5 separate regions of the Mus musculus genome follow, and all the other regions are linked to region 2. Evidence: chromatin contacts called from public Hi-C and HiChIP or PLAC-seq data. All regions are on one chromosome and are shown on one strand. Each heading gives the region's core, a stretch centred on a gene start, on an enhancer-like site or on the middle of the called end of the contact. The rest is flanking DNA. Distances are from core to core; before and after follow the strand shown.

Region 1 (2,700 bases), core at 73-2,572, 330 kb after region 2:
ATCTTGGGATGTATACAACAGAAAGAGACCCTGTAGATGAAAACAAGGCCCAGAGACAGGAAGTCATCCCCACCCTCACCCAAACCTCAGTCAGCATTGAGACAGGTGAGCATGGGCCAAGGTAGACAACGTGGCTGGCTCTCAATACACGAAGGGTCCCTGTCCTTTCAGGACCGCTAAAGGAAAAGATAATGTTCTGCTCAGTGTGCTGTGTGTTCTCTCCCTCTGGAAGGTTAAAGGAAGCAGGTAATTAAGAAGTGCAGCTTTAGGCAAAGGGACCCTAGCGCTCTTCTATGGGGGGTTGGGGGAGAATGCTGAGTCTGAAGTGTGCAGCTGTCCTCCAGAATGGAAGGATGCGGGAAATGTGCCTGCCAAGCCAGCAGACATTTGCCTGCCACTGCCCTCCACCTGCAGCCAGCCACCTTCCAGACCCCAGAGCCTGTACATCAACAATTGGGTCGTGTGGTAGGTAGAAAAGGTGCAGGCTGGTTCAGAGCAGTGGTTTCACATCCTGCACTACCCTTGGGTAGATGGACGTAGCAGTCCTGGCTTTCCCTTTGGGAGGGGATTCAGACAGACCTCAGGTTGCATTCCCCAGCAAAGCAGGTGGGACGTGTCCAGCTGAATAGCTCTGGATTACTGAAACCCCACCATGAGGTGGGACAAGGGGAACACTAGAAAGGGGGTGGGCACCTAAAGTGTAGCTCTCCCTCTGTGACAGTGCCACCAGAAAGCTTTCATTCTTGCAGCTAGCAGAGGTCATGTGACGCCACAGCTGCGAGTGAAGCTCAGATTTTAATGCATCCTGACATTCTTTCTGCCCTGTGGGGTCCATCTGAGCAGAAGACCCCCCTTCCTTACCAGGACTGCTCCAGATGTTCCTGGCAGGACCCAGGTCAGGCATCCTCTGGCAGCTTTTCCAGGCAGTTGTAACATGTCAAAGCCTGAAAACATAAAGGGTCTGGGACCTAAGGTGGGGCCTGAAAACAGGGCTCCTCTGTCCGGCTCTTAACCCATGGCTGGCTTAGGATGGGGTGGGGGTAGGGTTCTGCTTCCTCCTCTGAGTCCAGTCTCAGCACCATCAGGGAAATGCAACCCTCCTTCCCCCTTTACAGTGGGGGAAGCCAAGCTTAGCTAGGAACCTGCTCTGCTAGGCTGTGTAACCAGGGGCAGGCGAAGCATTCTGCCTGACCCCAATCTCTGTTCTACACACACACACACACACACACACACACACACACACACACACACAGTTATTCACTTCAACTAAATGTGGAGGTGTGTCTTGGAAACTGGCGGTGTCTGGTAGCAGACAGAGGCTCAAGGAAGCTCACAGGGGTGGAGTGCCTGCATAGCTCTTCTGCCGGTGGATATATGCTAGGTCAGGAGGGAGGCAGCTGTACCAACTCAGGGAAGGACAAGGACAGGTGGTGGATGGGTGACAAACAGGGGAAGGAAGGGTAAAGTTGAGGGCTGTGGCCAAGTTTCTGAGCAGCTAGGGGATCAGGTACAGTTGGCTTTGAAAATGCTCCCCACACACATACAGACACACGGCTCCCCACTTCCCTCCAGTTATGCAGACCCCGAGGCGGTGTGTGCTATGCCGATTCTGCCTCGAACTGCCCGTCCGTCCGTCCGTCCGTCCGTCCATCCGTCCGTCCGCAAGATTTGTGCTAGGAGGTGATGGTTGTCTCCTCCCAGCCTGCTCCATCCTCCCTTTGTTCCTCCCAAGTCCTCTCCAGCATCTGACCCACCCTGATTACATTTCCAGCAGGCTTTTAATTATCTCCTATCAGCCTGCTTCATCTGCCTGTGTGGCTCAGCCACCAGGGGAGGCATTCCAACTGCCCATTCGTCACCAGGAAGATTCCATGTCCTGGACACTTCCCTTTGGAGGCTGGCTGATCTCTCCAAACCAGAACATTTCTTTCTAATCACCCTCATACCAGTTTGTTAACATAATGTATTTAATGAAATTTTGCCAGAGCCATCCAGGAAATGGTTGTTCAGGGCCTTCAGGGACATCCCCTGGGATGTTATAGGGCGAGAAGCCATGAGGACAGCTGCAGAATGTTGCCTGCATGAGAAAGAGGAGCCTTGGAGCCAGAAGATCAGGCATCCCACCTTTGCATAAGGGCATGGGAACTTTATGGAATTGTGCTCATCTGTGACGTGGAGATGCTGCAGAGATGCAGGGGGTCACGCAGCCTGGGTGCTGGCTTCAGCCAGGGGTGTATAGGGGAGTTAGACCGTGTAAACAGTTCAGAGCTCCCACAACAAATCCCATCAGCCATAATTGAAGCTTCTAGTGGAGCCCAGAGCCACCGTTGCATACAGTAAGACCCCAGGTTATAGACAGGGTTTAACTGTTCCCTAGGCCCCTGTCAGCTGGAGCAGAGTCAGGAGGTGACAGAGACTCTGCCAGCAGCCTGTCATCGTCTTGTCCCACCTCCATAGTCTGCAAGGTTATGACCCTTCTGAGCCTCACCAGCACTGTGTTTCCTTCTCTTGTTTTCCTCATAAACGCTCTTGGTATTTGAGGCAGAATTATAAAAATCATGCAGCAGGTTTTATAGCCCTTTGCTGCCATAGCTCAAAGCTGTAAAAGCTCCATTTGGCTTTGGCTGTGAGGGAGGTGGGGGTCCCAGGCATGCATGCACATCCTGGCACTTCCCCTCAAACCTGCTCATGTCCAGGTAG
Region 2 (2,700 bases), core at 129-2,628:
TAGAGCATGCAAGCTCTCAGGAGTGTGCACACGAGGTCGCTTCTGACCCTTCTGGCTGAGAGGAAGCCCAGTGATCCTGTCCCCACCCCAGAAAAAGAGCCCCTTCACAATGTCACCATGAGACAGCTGCCTGTGTTGAGCCTGCTATCTTCATTCTCTGTTGAGCGTGTACCCTAATCCAGGAGCATAAGCCTGGACACACACACCCTTTCTCAAGGAAAACCCCAGAAGCTTTGCCCTGCACATAACCAGAAACTCTTATTTTGAATCGGACATAATTTTGAGCATGCCAGTTTGTTTTATTTGTGGCTGCATTCCAACAACGTCCACCGGAGGGCGCTGGGTCTATGTTTATAAGGGGCTCTGAACACAAAGCTGGGCATCCTCGGGCCTCCCAAACACTTAAGCAAACAGGACAAAGACTTCTGTACACACAGGAGCTCACACCCAGGCACTGGGGACACAGACTCCCAGACCCAGAGCACCCACTTCCACATAAGTCTGCACATCTCTCTATGTGCATAGACACCCTAGAACATATGCAGACAAATGTATGCATGAACACAGTCAGGTACAGCACACATTCACAACTGTGAATAGTACACACACACACACACACACACACACACACACACCAGCCCAGATTTATACATAGCCAATTACCTATTGGCAGACAATCACAGCCACGTGTAAAATGTCATAAACACACATTCAGATGCAGAGATGCGATTATGCACGGGAAGAGCCGCAGACAGACACGCATGTCTAAATAGCAACACACCCAGCCAGGTAAGGACTCCTTGCCCAGGCCTTTGTTATCTCACTTTGGTGGAAAATGCAGTCCCTCGAGGGCATGGCTAATGTTGTGCTGTTTTCTAAGAAAAACAATGGAAATGTCAACTTCTTAATCCCAACGGAAACTGTACTATTCGTTAAATGTTAATGAAGGGCATTTTTGAGGACAAGCTGTCTCTTAAAAGGAAGGATAGCCCTGCTCTGACAAGGAGGAAACCCCAGCTACAGTTCTACAAACACCTTATTAACATATGGAAAGCTCCGAGACGCTCTAAAGCGCCTTTGGTTCCTACAAAGAATTTCTGAAGCAAATTCAACAGAAAAACATGGATGGGGGAGAAATGGCGTAAAGTTGAAGAACAAAAAAATCCAAACAAACCCCTCTTTCTTAGGGGTGATAAAGAAAGGTGGAGATGACTGTCAGGTGGCCAGGTCTGGAAATTTGCCTTTGTAAAAACAAAATGGTTAAAGGAAGGAAAATGTGAAAGGCAAGAGGAAAAAGGGCCCATAAAGACAGCTGCTTCCATGAAGCGGCAGAGCTAAGAACACACAACCAGGAAAGCACAGCCCTTGGGGCCACCCAGTCCTGCTGTGCAGCTCAGAGGGCGGGGTCTCTGGTGCAGGGGAGGTCAGGGGTAGGTGGGGACTGACCGGGCAGTGTCTCCCAGACGTAAGCTGCCCACTGCTGCATCTTTTCCACAGACCCCCTCAAGAGGTAGGATACAGGGACCTGGGGTCTGGCTCAGGAGACACAGATCTATGCAACCCCTATGTTGAGTGGCACTGGCAGCTCCCTGGACCCTGGTCTTCTCATGTGTGCCTCGAGAAAATGCCCTCTCTAACCACTTAATGTCCTCCTCTTCCGGACACTTGCTCACATAAGCTTCCATCTCGCGTCTCGCTGTCTCCTGTGACCAGAATCATTGAAAGTGGCTCTGTGAGTGCATTTAACCAAGTGCTGGCTGCAGCCTGCAGCCCATCGGCTCCATCCCACTGAACAATAGCTCAGGAAGAGATAAAAGGCATTCATCAGACAGCCAGGCCCAATTATCATGTCACACTGAATGAATGTATTTTAAAATCTTTTCTGACAAGAAAATGTTCCAAGTAGGTACCTTCAAATTAGCTGGAAAATCCAGAAAATTTGCTATTAGACCTTTTTTTTAAGAATCTTTATTCCCCCCTACTGTTCCGAAGGAATTCCTTGGGTGTTAATAATTCCTTCTAAGAGTCTGCCCCTGTGCCTCCCGCTGGGACTGGAATATTCTAACTGCCTGCCCCACTCCCCAGAAGCCACTACAGGGACAATGTAAACTGTGGCTCTGGTGTGAATCACTTGTCCATCAGCTACCTTCAAGTGTCAGGTGCAATTCAGTTCTGTTCTGCCAGCACTCCCAGACCTCTGTTTATCGTCCATTAGCCCTGCCAGAGTGGAGTCCACCCGGGTGACCTTGAAGGGAGACCTCCACCTAAGGCCACATTTTCAAACAGCAAGTTGATTTTGAAACCAAATCTGACTGCTTATCTGTGTGACCTTGAACAAGTGACTTCACTTCTGAGTCCCTTTTTTTTTTTTTTTGCTTTACCTCTAAAAGTCAGGAGATGTCACCAAATTCCTGACACACTACACTGTAGTGAGGAGGGACCTTTTCCTGGAGACGCAGAGGCTTTCCCTCTGGCCCACAGTGTGATCAGGACTGGCATGTCAGGCTGGTTTTGTGGCTGGGGGGTGTGAGTTCCTCACAGCACATAACTATTCATCTTTATTACTAGAATCCTGTAGCAGGTGGCTCTCTGGGCTGAGAGGAGAGTTCTCTGTCCTAATGAGAAACTGCAGCTTGCAGGAGTTCAAGATTTGGAGAAGGGAGAACAGGTGCTCGGTGGGTGGGAAATTGAACTGTGGAG
Region 3 (2,700 bases), core at 75-2,574, 470 kb after region 2:
TCAAAATAAATCTGTGAAATATATATATTCACAAGTATGTAGCAGCAGATATATAAGAGCATCTAAATGTTTGAGAATTACACCACTCTTCTGGCCAGAGTCAGCAGCATTTTCTATTTCACTCACCGTAATCCAAAATCTACACACTATCTGCACAGATCACTAAGGGCTCTCTCCCTTCTGTCAACTTTCTTTTTTCTAGAGGATTCTATTTATTTATTTATATTTATTTGTTTGTTTGTTTATTTATAGACAGGGTTTCACTATGTAGCCCTAGCTGGCCTTGAACTTGCTATATACTGGTTGGAGACCAGGCAGGCCTCCAACTCACAAATCTGCCCTGTCTCTGCCTCCCACATTCATCCATCCAACCATTCATCCATCCATTCATTCATTCATTCGTTTGTTTGTTTTTTGAGACAAGGTTTCTCTGTACCCTGGTTATCCTGGAACTCCCTCTGGAGACCAGGGTGGCCTAGAACTCACGGAGATCTGCCCGCCTCTGCCTCCCGAATTAAAGGCTTGCACCACCACACCAGAGCCATTTTATTTTTAAAAATTATGTATGTGGCTATGTGTGCATCAGTTCAGTACAGGTGTCTGGAGCTTAAGTTACAGGCAGTCATGAGTCGCCCAGACATGGGTGCTGAGAACTAAACTCCCATCCTCAGCAAGAGCCATCTTTCCTGGTAGCCCCTCCTCCATCATTTTCTTTTACGCTCTGTGGTATACCTATTCCCCAAACATACTAAATATCCCGATGTCTGCATAAACTGTGACCTACCTATTTCCCAAACATACTAAATATCCCAATGTCTACATAAACTGTTAATCTCTGCCCACATGCTCTTCCCTTAGTCTCACACGTCCTCAGATCAGGCATATTTTCACTATCCAACACCACCTACTTATTTTTTGTCTGATTTTTTCACACCGTTCCAATAAAATTAAATGTTCCGTTTACTCAGACTCTCAATAAATACTTGGAGTTAACACCGCCGTCTCCGCCTTAGACCTTTTCTAGCCCAAGTCCCACCTGATGAGCACAAACGCCGTCGCTAAGTGTCCAATCATCCTGTTTGCATAGGTCTCTCATTTTCTCATTCTGAGCCCAACCACCTTCAGCACCAGAACACCTGCTTAGATCCCAGGCTGCAGGGAACGCGGGTCACACTGACTCGCGTGCTGCGACCGAGGAAAGGCAAGACCCAGACTCCCCAGGGCTGTGGGGTGCCTAGGCGTCTCGGTGGGACCCCGCAGTCTCTAGCCAACCCTCAGAACCAGATCTTGGCTTACCTAACACACCTTGCTCAGAAGAGAACACAGTTGGTCCCGCCCCAAAGCCACTTCCGGTTCCTGATCAGCTTTGAGTGGCATTCTGGGAGTTGTAGTTTTCAGTCTAACAACGCACTAGATGATACCAGTAGATTGGCTGGGCTTCTATACTCTGGGTTATCTGTCTGTTAGTTGACGATGGCAATTCCAAGTCCTCGTAAACCTTACATAGCTCAAACAGGTGACTAGTGGCTTTCTGGCGACTTTAAACCAAGCTCTAAACCACCTACTTTGTCTTTTTGGTCAGTATGGGGCCCTTAAGATTCCCTGGGTTTCCCTTCAACCAGCAGGGACTATGAGCTAGCACAGCCCTTTCCTGAGCACACAGTGGTCCTTCTGCCGCCAGGCTGTCCAAGTTCAAAGCGCAGACAAGACTTAGCAGGCAAAGAGTCTAGTGGCTAGTTACATACCTTGAACATCTCCCTTCACATATCAACTCAGAAATAGGCTCAGATGCGTGAAGCGACTAGTCCAAGTCTTGTCTTTACTTTTCTTTTTTTAAGATTTATTTTTGTTCATATGTATGGGTGTTTTGCCTGCATACACATGTGCATTTCATGCATGCTTGGTACTTGGGAAAACCAGAAGAGGGTATTGGAATCCCACTCCCCCGCACCTCTCCAACCTGCCGCCCCCATCGGAACTGAAGTTACAGAGAGTTATGAGCAGTCATGTGGGGGCTGGGAACCAAACCTAGGTTCTCTGCAAGAGCAACTGTAGTGGCTATTCCTGGTTGTCAACTTGACAATATTTGGAATGAACTACAATCCGGAATTGGAAGGCTCACCAGTGACCCTTATCTGGAGGCTTGGAGATCCTTATCTGGGTCTTGGTTTGAAGATCTTGAGCCATAGTGGCTATGGATTCCAGAAGATTGAATCTCCGAGTTTAAGGAACACACCTTTAATCTGGGCTACGCCTTTCATCTGGGATTAAAGGTGTGGTGGGACACACCTTTAATCTGGGCTACACCTTCTGCTGGAGACAATATAAGGACATTGGAAGAAGGGAGTCTAGCTCTTGCTCTTGCTCCTTCGCCTGCTTGCTGCGTGAGACTGAGTAACTGCTAGATCCTTGGACTTCCATTCACAGCTGCGACTGAACAATTGTTGGGAATTGGGCTGCCGACTGTAAGTCATCAATAAATTCCTTTACTATCTAGATACTATCCATAACTTCTGTGACTCTAGAGAACCCTGACTAATACAGAAGTTGGTACCAGGAGTGGTTCTAGAGTAACAGAAGTACAAGGATGAATCTTTTAAAATACTGGAATTGGCTTGTTGATCCACCAGCACTTTCAACTATTGAAACCTCTCCAGATTCTCTCCCTCCTGGGAGCTCAGAGAATTTTGAAGACCCATG
Region 4 (2,700 bases), core at 131-2,630, 270 kb after region 2:
GTTGGAGGTCCTTATAGGGGAGCAGCCTAGGGGGAGAAAGCTGAGGTTATTAATATTTGTCCAACCCACCAATATTAGTGCTTGAACCAGTGGAGAGCTTTGTCACTCTGCTTCACCCTGCCTGTACAGGGACGGCTTGGCCGTATCCACGGGTCTGAGGCATTGGGTGTGGCTGTGTATCTCAAACATACATATCCACTCAGGACTCAGTCCTCCGAACTCAGCTCACTCAGGGAGGGAGGCAAGTTCCCGGTTCCCTTCTGGCTTTTATTCCCTCCTCTGTTCAGAGGACATTTTTTGTGGAAAGGTTTGGGGATCAGGAGAGGAGGTCCAGTGGCCTCTTTCACGGGATACTGTGAGTGGCATCATATCATTCACAGCCTCTAAGGTTGAGGCCCGTGTCAGTGTACTGCTGTGGGCGGGGCCGTGGGGTTCCTAGGCAGGATGAGCCTAGTGTAGAGATGGAGGGAGGTGAGAGCTAGAAGCCAGCAGCCTGTTAGCACAGGCCACAGGAGGAAGCCCTGCTTCCCCAGGTGTGGCCCCGGCAGGTGGCAGGTGTGTGAAGTAAGTCACAAGGGCTGCTGCTGTCTGAGGAAGAGAGACTTCCAGTACTGGCTGACGAGGGAGTGTTAGGGCCGCCCTTGCCTAGGGTTGGCACATCTGAGCCAAATTGGCAGAGCGTCCTCCTCCTCTTCCTGTCAAGCCTTCCTTTGGAGATTTCCTGTTACTGGGAAAAAGTGGGTGGCATGGGAGAGCCAGCACTGGGGGTGACGCATCTGCTCAGAGGTTAGGTTGGTGAACTAAGATGATATCGGAAACCCAGCTCCAAGAGCCCGGCCCTCGGGAGGTGCTCCCTCAGCAATACCCCTATGGCTGCTTCCCACGCTCTTTGTGCCTTCAAGGTCTGGTCTGAGGTTCCAGTGTCCTCGCACTAGTGGTTTAGGGAACCCCGTGAGCCAAGCCTGGTCTCAGCAGAGAGGAGCAGGTGTTGGATAGTTGTCTTATCAACAAGACCTCATCCCTTCCTTAGCTCCCAGTTTACCTAGCAAGACCACTGTAAAAGACTGCACTTTTCTTTTTTTTTTTTAGATTGATAAGCCTGGTGTTCAGCTCAGCATACCTCTTTAAGGATGAGATGTGTCCTGTGGCTGGTGAATTATGGCCTGTTTGGAAGGAGATTTTACGATGTGCATTAATAAATACGAGCTGTTCTGGGCCTGACTCACGGAGCTCTTCTCTGAAAATTGTGATGGTGCTTTCTAGAGACAATTCAGGGGGAGTCCAGGAGAAGCCCTGGGGAGAGGACTGGCCCAGGCCAGGACCTTAGTTAGACACACACCATTACTGTGGAATCCACACAGTCATTGCCTTGCTGTGCTGCGTCCCAAAGGCTTGGTGGTGTCCGCGGAACCACAGACATGAAAAGCTGGGCGGGCGGCCTGAACTTTGATTTGTGCTTCGACTTTGTTCTTTTTTAAAATGACATCTGTCCCCCGCTGATGGGGAAACGGGCACTGGATGTGTAATTTAGCAAATGCTGCCGAGCTGGGGAGAAGAGGCCATTAGGAATGTGAGCCTGGGTGGTGGTAGCACACACATTTAACCCCAGCACTTGGGAGGCAAGTGGATCTCTGTAAGTTTGAGGCCAACCTGGTCTACACAGTTAGTTCCAGGACAGCGAGGGATACCAAAGAGAAAGAGAAACAAACAACAAAAAGCCCCAAGAGCTCCAAGGGAACTTCTGGGTGTGGAAGCCAATCAGAATCAGCTGCATGGATTGCGGGACCGCCCCCTCCCAAAGTAATGTAAATCACGTCATTAAAGAATTACTGAGAGCTGGGAGTGTAGCTGAGAGAAGTAGCCCATGCTTAACACTTGGGAGGCCCTGGGTTCAATCCTTTATGCTAAAGGGAAAGAACTTTCAAATCAGTGACAGAAAGACATTAATTCAAGCCCTGGCCTATGTGACTGCACAAGCCACATGTCATGACGTTGTCCCTGGGGACCATAAACGTCAAAATCCCTGATAAATAAAACCCTATAGTACTTAACCCAAGAAACGAAGTACACTGAGCCAGGCCTTTTAGATGCCCACGATCCCAAGAGAGCATTTTCTCTGCTCCCTGCAGACCTCTTCCATGCAGCTTGAAGTCTGAAAGAAACCAAAGCCCGAAAGCCGCAGAGGTGAGGCCTCTGGTAGCCCTGGGGGAGGAGGAGATGGCAGGGCTCTCCATGTTTATGTGGCCTTCGGTGCCTGCCCTTCTGTCTCTACCTCCCTGGGGACGACTGTCACTCGAGGCCCACCAGGTCCCCTGTGATTTTTGTCCAGGCACCTATTTTGACGATGAAGGGACAGGCTACCGGTATTGTTGGAGAAGCTTCCTGCTCGAGAGAAGGCGGCTTCTGAGACCTGGGCAGTACCTCTAGAATTTGCTCAGCATCCCAGAGGGAGGTTCATCATGGAAGATTGGTCTCCTCTTTCACAGTGAAGAAATTGAAATGACGAGATCAAATGTGTGGACAGAAAAAGGGACAGGGTGATGGGAGCCCAGCACAGTGTGCTTGGTGTTCTTCTGGTTCCGCTGGGATGAACTGAGCAGAAAGGCCTCCGTGGGTCCCGTCAGTCTCTCCCCAGGGGCCCCTTCCTGCCTCCCCTCTGGGGATTTCCACCTCTGCTTGAGGGTTCTTACTGTTGCTTTC
Region 5 (2,700 bases), core at 79-2,578, 300 kb after region 2:
TGCGTGCTTTGAGGCTTGGAAAGTGGGACCCTCTATGTATGAATCGGGCAAGCTTCAAGACCAGTATCCACAGGAACTGAGTTTCCCCCATGAACAGGCTTCAGCAGGAGCCCAGCTGAGCCTACAAAATGCAGAAGGTTTCACTTGGGGTGTCAAGGGAAGCTCAGTCCCCTGGGAGCTCAAAAGTTCACTCAAGCCCCGTGGACAGGTAGACCTCAGCTGCAGCAGGTGGCTGCCCGCCTTGCTCCCACCTGTGTCCCCTAACTAGCGTAGGGCACACAACATGGCAGCTTGGACACTTTTCAAAGCTACCATTTGAGGTTGTCTGACTTGTCTAGGGTCTCCAAGCAGCAGGAGGGTAGGGTGTTTTAAACAGCAGGCACTTCCTGCTGAACCTGGAAGAGGAATTGGTTGCAAATTAAAGCCCCCTGGAACCAGAGTGGTTTGACCTATTAGGTGGAACTGTTGGATGGGAACCAACTGAATGTTGAAAGGCATCTGTCTGAGATGAAGATTTGGGTCTTGGAATGATCTGTCCCACTCTGTTCTTCTGGAAGGTAGAGTGGAGCACACTCAAGGACCCCTGGTGGCAGTGACCCCTGTGGGGTGTGTAGGATTGGCACAGCACTGGCCAGTTCAGTCAGCCTGTAATGTGAGCCCCTCGCAGGGGTTTGTGAAGTTTCTAAATGCCTTCCCCCCTTTTTCTTGGCGTCCCGGCTGCTCATGTGATGCTTTCTTTTATTAATGTATTTGACATTGTCTGTGATAAAAGCAGACTAGGCAAGAGCCTACCCCAGTGGAGGAAGGGTAGTAGGAGACTCCCCAGAAAGATCTCGGAGGCTCTGTCAGTCCTCAAAGCTTGGCACAGGATGTCTAGCAGGTGCCTAGCCAGCTCTGACAGGGCTGGAGGTGAGCTCTGGAAAAGCAGAGGTGCTGCTTAGTCAGGGGCAGGGGGCAGATGGTTGAGCTGTTCGGTCTGGTGGCAGTAGACATCCATGAGAAAAGGCACTCTGCACCCAGGAATTTAAAAGTTGTTGGTGACAGAGGTGGGGGTAGGGGTGGGGGCGGTTTCCCTCACCTCTTTGTCTCTGCATCAGGAGGAAGATAAGCCAGAGTCTTTGGTCATGTGGCCTGTGGTCATGGTGCCTCCTTGTCAGGGGGACGTGAGTGAAATCTGAAGTGAGCCTGAGGTGGCAGCTGTACCGTGACAGCTGCCGCCCTTCCCTCGGGCTCCGGCCAGCCCCATCCTCCCCCAGGGCCGGGTGAGGAAGCTGGTCTGGCAGCAGCACTCAGCTGTCATAGCACATCAGTGGTTGTAGTTCCCAGCTCAGGGAACCATGCCAAGCGCCAGCAGATGATGTACTTAACGAAGCACTGAGGGAGGGAGGCTTGGCTCTAGACAGCGGGTTTGAGAGGCAATGCCGAGGTGCTCCTTTCTCCTGGGCTCGCTTTGGGGCTGCTTTGGGGCAGAACTGTCAAACTTTTGAACCTGGGGAACCAGATTGTGTCTTCCCAAAACAGAATTGCCTTTTGGGGGGAGGCAGATATGGAATAAAGCGAGTTGTGGGGTTGAAGTTGACTTTATCAAAAAAGCTCTGTCCAATATAAAATAGCATGCATTCTCATGTGGACCAAGCCAAAGGACTGTGTGAGTCATGTGTACCAGCTGTCAGTTAGGAACAAGGCTGTGGGACTCTGCCCGTGTGTGTCCATCCCTCCCTAATGTGGAACATCTGCACGGGGCTTTACGGTTTACAAGCCTCTTTTATATCCTTTGTCTGGTTTTATTTTATAACAGCCCCATGAAGTCGATATTAATTTTCTCCCCACTCCACAACTGAGCCTACAGGACTCCGCTGGGGCAGGCCCCTCGAGTCAGGAGCTGGTAGATTGCAGAGCCAGGGGTTGAATCCAGATCCAGAGCGTACCCACGGATATGTATGCCTCCATAGTCCATCACTGAAAAAACGTAGTTGTTTGATTTGTACTTGAATCTGCTCTGTCATGCAAGGTTGGAGGCTGGGTGAGGTGGAGCAGAGTGCTTGCTTAGCAAACACAGGCCTTCCTTGGGTTAGATCCCCACAGCAGTGCATACCCAATCAGGACGCAGGGGCAGAAGAGACTAATGCCTCCGTGCCTCTTGCACCTTATTTCTTACTCACTGAGGCCTGCTGATGTCATCCACTTGTAAGCTACAGGAAGCCCAGAAAGGTTAGAGGGCTTGCCAAGGTCACCAGCTAGAAGTGAACTGGCCAAGAGGTCACTCCACGTGCCCAGTGTGCCTTCTGCTTGCTTGTGTTGTCGTGTTGCTGCAGTCACATGTAAACACAGACATAAAGAGAACAGTTTATAAGAGGATCATTCAGTGTCCGAGTGAGCCACAAGGCTAGCAGGCCTAAGTTTGGTCACTCTGAAGATAAGGAAGTTGCCAGAGGGGACGGGGCTGTGTGCAGTCTGCTGTAGAGCTGGCCAGGCTCCTGCCCTCCAGCTTCGTCCTTCAGCCCATCCTCCACCCACTAGTTCTCAGCCTCAGACAGGCCTTCATGCTGTGAGGTTCCTGTAAGTTTAGGGGTCTGAACTGAGAGTTGACCCCAGTCCTCTGTCATCAGGAAGCTGAGTACTGTGCTCCCTTTTGCTAGCATGACTTCCACCTCAGGCTCACAGCTCAAATGCCTTGTTTCTCAAAGTTGAGTCCACATC

The links. A called contact is a pair of places that touch in the nucleus more often than the background predicts. HiChIP or PLAC-seq counts read pairs in DNA pulled down with a chosen protein or histone mark.
Region 1: a Hi-C map of ganglionic eminence shows a contact between it and region 2, with 2.3 times the contacts expected there. The contact joins two enhancer-like sites. A contact is called at or near these places in 1 of 15 datasets of contacts at CTCF or cohesin (the NIH/3T3 cell line), 27 of 484 Hi-C or Micro-C datasets (B cells, CD8 T cells, the G1E-ER4 cell line and 16 more) and 15 of 115 datasets of contacts at active chromatin or transcription factors (the HL-1 cell line, the SCID.adh cell line, VIP interneurons and 10 more).
Region 3: a contact with region 2 is called in an H3K4me3 HiChIP or PLAC-seq map of embryonic stem cells, with 5 times the contacts expected there. The contact joins the promoter of Trmt10b here to the enhancer-like site in region 2. A contact is called at or near these places in 6 of 39 promoter capture datasets (the C10 cell line, cranial neural crest, hippocampal neurons and 2 more), 2 of 15 datasets of contacts at CTCF or cohesin (large pre-B cells and pro-B cells), 8 of 484 Hi-C or Micro-C datasets (B cells, the N1E-115 cell line, cardiomyocytes and 4 more), 11 of 115 datasets of contacts at active chromatin or transcription factors (the SCID.adh cell line, astrocytes, double positive thymocytes and 3 more) and 1 of 9 other capture datasets (adipose tissue).
Region 4: a contact with region 2 is called in an H3K4me3 HiChIP or PLAC-seq map of embryonic basal ganglia, with 5 times the contacts expected there. The contact joins two enhancer-like sites. A contact is called at or near these places in 5 of 39 promoter capture datasets (the C10 cell line, cranial neural crest, frontonasal cranial neural crest and 2 more), 3 of 484 Hi-C or Micro-C datasets (embryonic stem cells and nephron progenitors), 13 of 115 datasets of contacts at active chromatin or transcription factors (VIP interneurons, cardiomyocytes, craniofacial prominence and 7 more) and 2 of 9 other capture datasets (adipose tissue and embryonic stem cells).
Region 5: an H3K4me3 HiChIP or PLAC-seq map of embryonic basal ganglia shows a contact between it and region 2, with 6 times the contacts expected there. The contact joins two enhancer-like sites. A contact is called at or near these places in 5 of 484 Hi-C or Micro-C datasets (the HL-1 cell line, the N1E-115 cell line, cerebral cortex and 1 more), 13 of 115 datasets of contacts at active chromatin or transcription factors (the SCID.adh cell line, SST interneurons, astrocytes and 9 more) and 3 of 9 other capture datasets (embryonic stem cells, liver and pancreatic islet).

The regions. Positions count from the first base shown.
Region 1 is chr4:45,435,298-45,437,997 of GRCm38.p6, reverse strand. The region is part of intron 5 of Shb (src homology 2 domain-containing transforming protein B); the gene reads left to right. Among named protein-coding and RNA genes, the nearest start is that of Gm46852, 27 kb to the right of the region's middle. Within about 2 kb of position 1,322, at least 24 of the 459 cell types and tissues checked have an H3K27ac peak or open chromatin away from gene starts, as enhancers often do. A contact at or near this core is called in the N1E-115 cell line and ganglionic eminence, where this site is marked.
Region 2 is chr4:45,769,494-45,772,193 of GRCm38.p6, reverse strand. No RefSeq gene overlaps it. Among named protein-coding and RNA genes, the nearest start is that of Gm12409, 6.6 kb to the right of the region's middle. Within about 2 kb of position 1,378, at least 44 of the 459 cell types and tissues checked have an H3K27ac peak or open chromatin away from gene starts, as enhancers often do. A contact at or near this core is called in the N1E-115 cell line, embryonic basal ganglia, embryonic forebrain and 3 more, where this site is marked.
Region 3 is chr4:45,295,792-45,298,491 of GRCm38.p6, reverse strand. Trmt10b (tRNA methyltransferase 10B) reads right to left here and starts at 1,324. Exons shown (of 9, transcript NM_027266.4): 1 at 1,297-1,324.
Region 4 is chr4:45,498,476-45,501,175 of GRCm38.p6, reverse strand. All of the region lies in intron 1 of Shb (src homology 2 domain-containing transforming protein B), which reads left to right. Among named protein-coding and RNA genes, the nearest start is that of Shb, 31 kb to the left of the region's middle. Within about 2 kb of position 1,380, at least 76 of the 459 cell types and tissues checked have an H3K27ac peak or open chromatin away from gene starts, as enhancers often do. A contact at or near this core is called in embryonic basal ganglia, embryonic stem cells and stem cell-derived epiblast-like cells, where this site is marked.
Region 5 is chr4:45,471,874-45,474,573 of GRCm38.p6, reverse strand. The region is part of intron 2 of Shb (src homology 2 domain-containing transforming protein B); the gene reads left to right. Among named protein-coding and RNA genes, the nearest start is that of Shb, 58 kb to the left of the region's middle. Within about 2 kb of position 1,328, at least 187 of the 459 cell types and tissues checked have an H3K27ac peak or open chromatin away from gene starts, as enhancers often do. A contact at or near this core is called in the N1E-115 cell line, embryonic basal ganglia and embryonic forebrain, where this site is marked.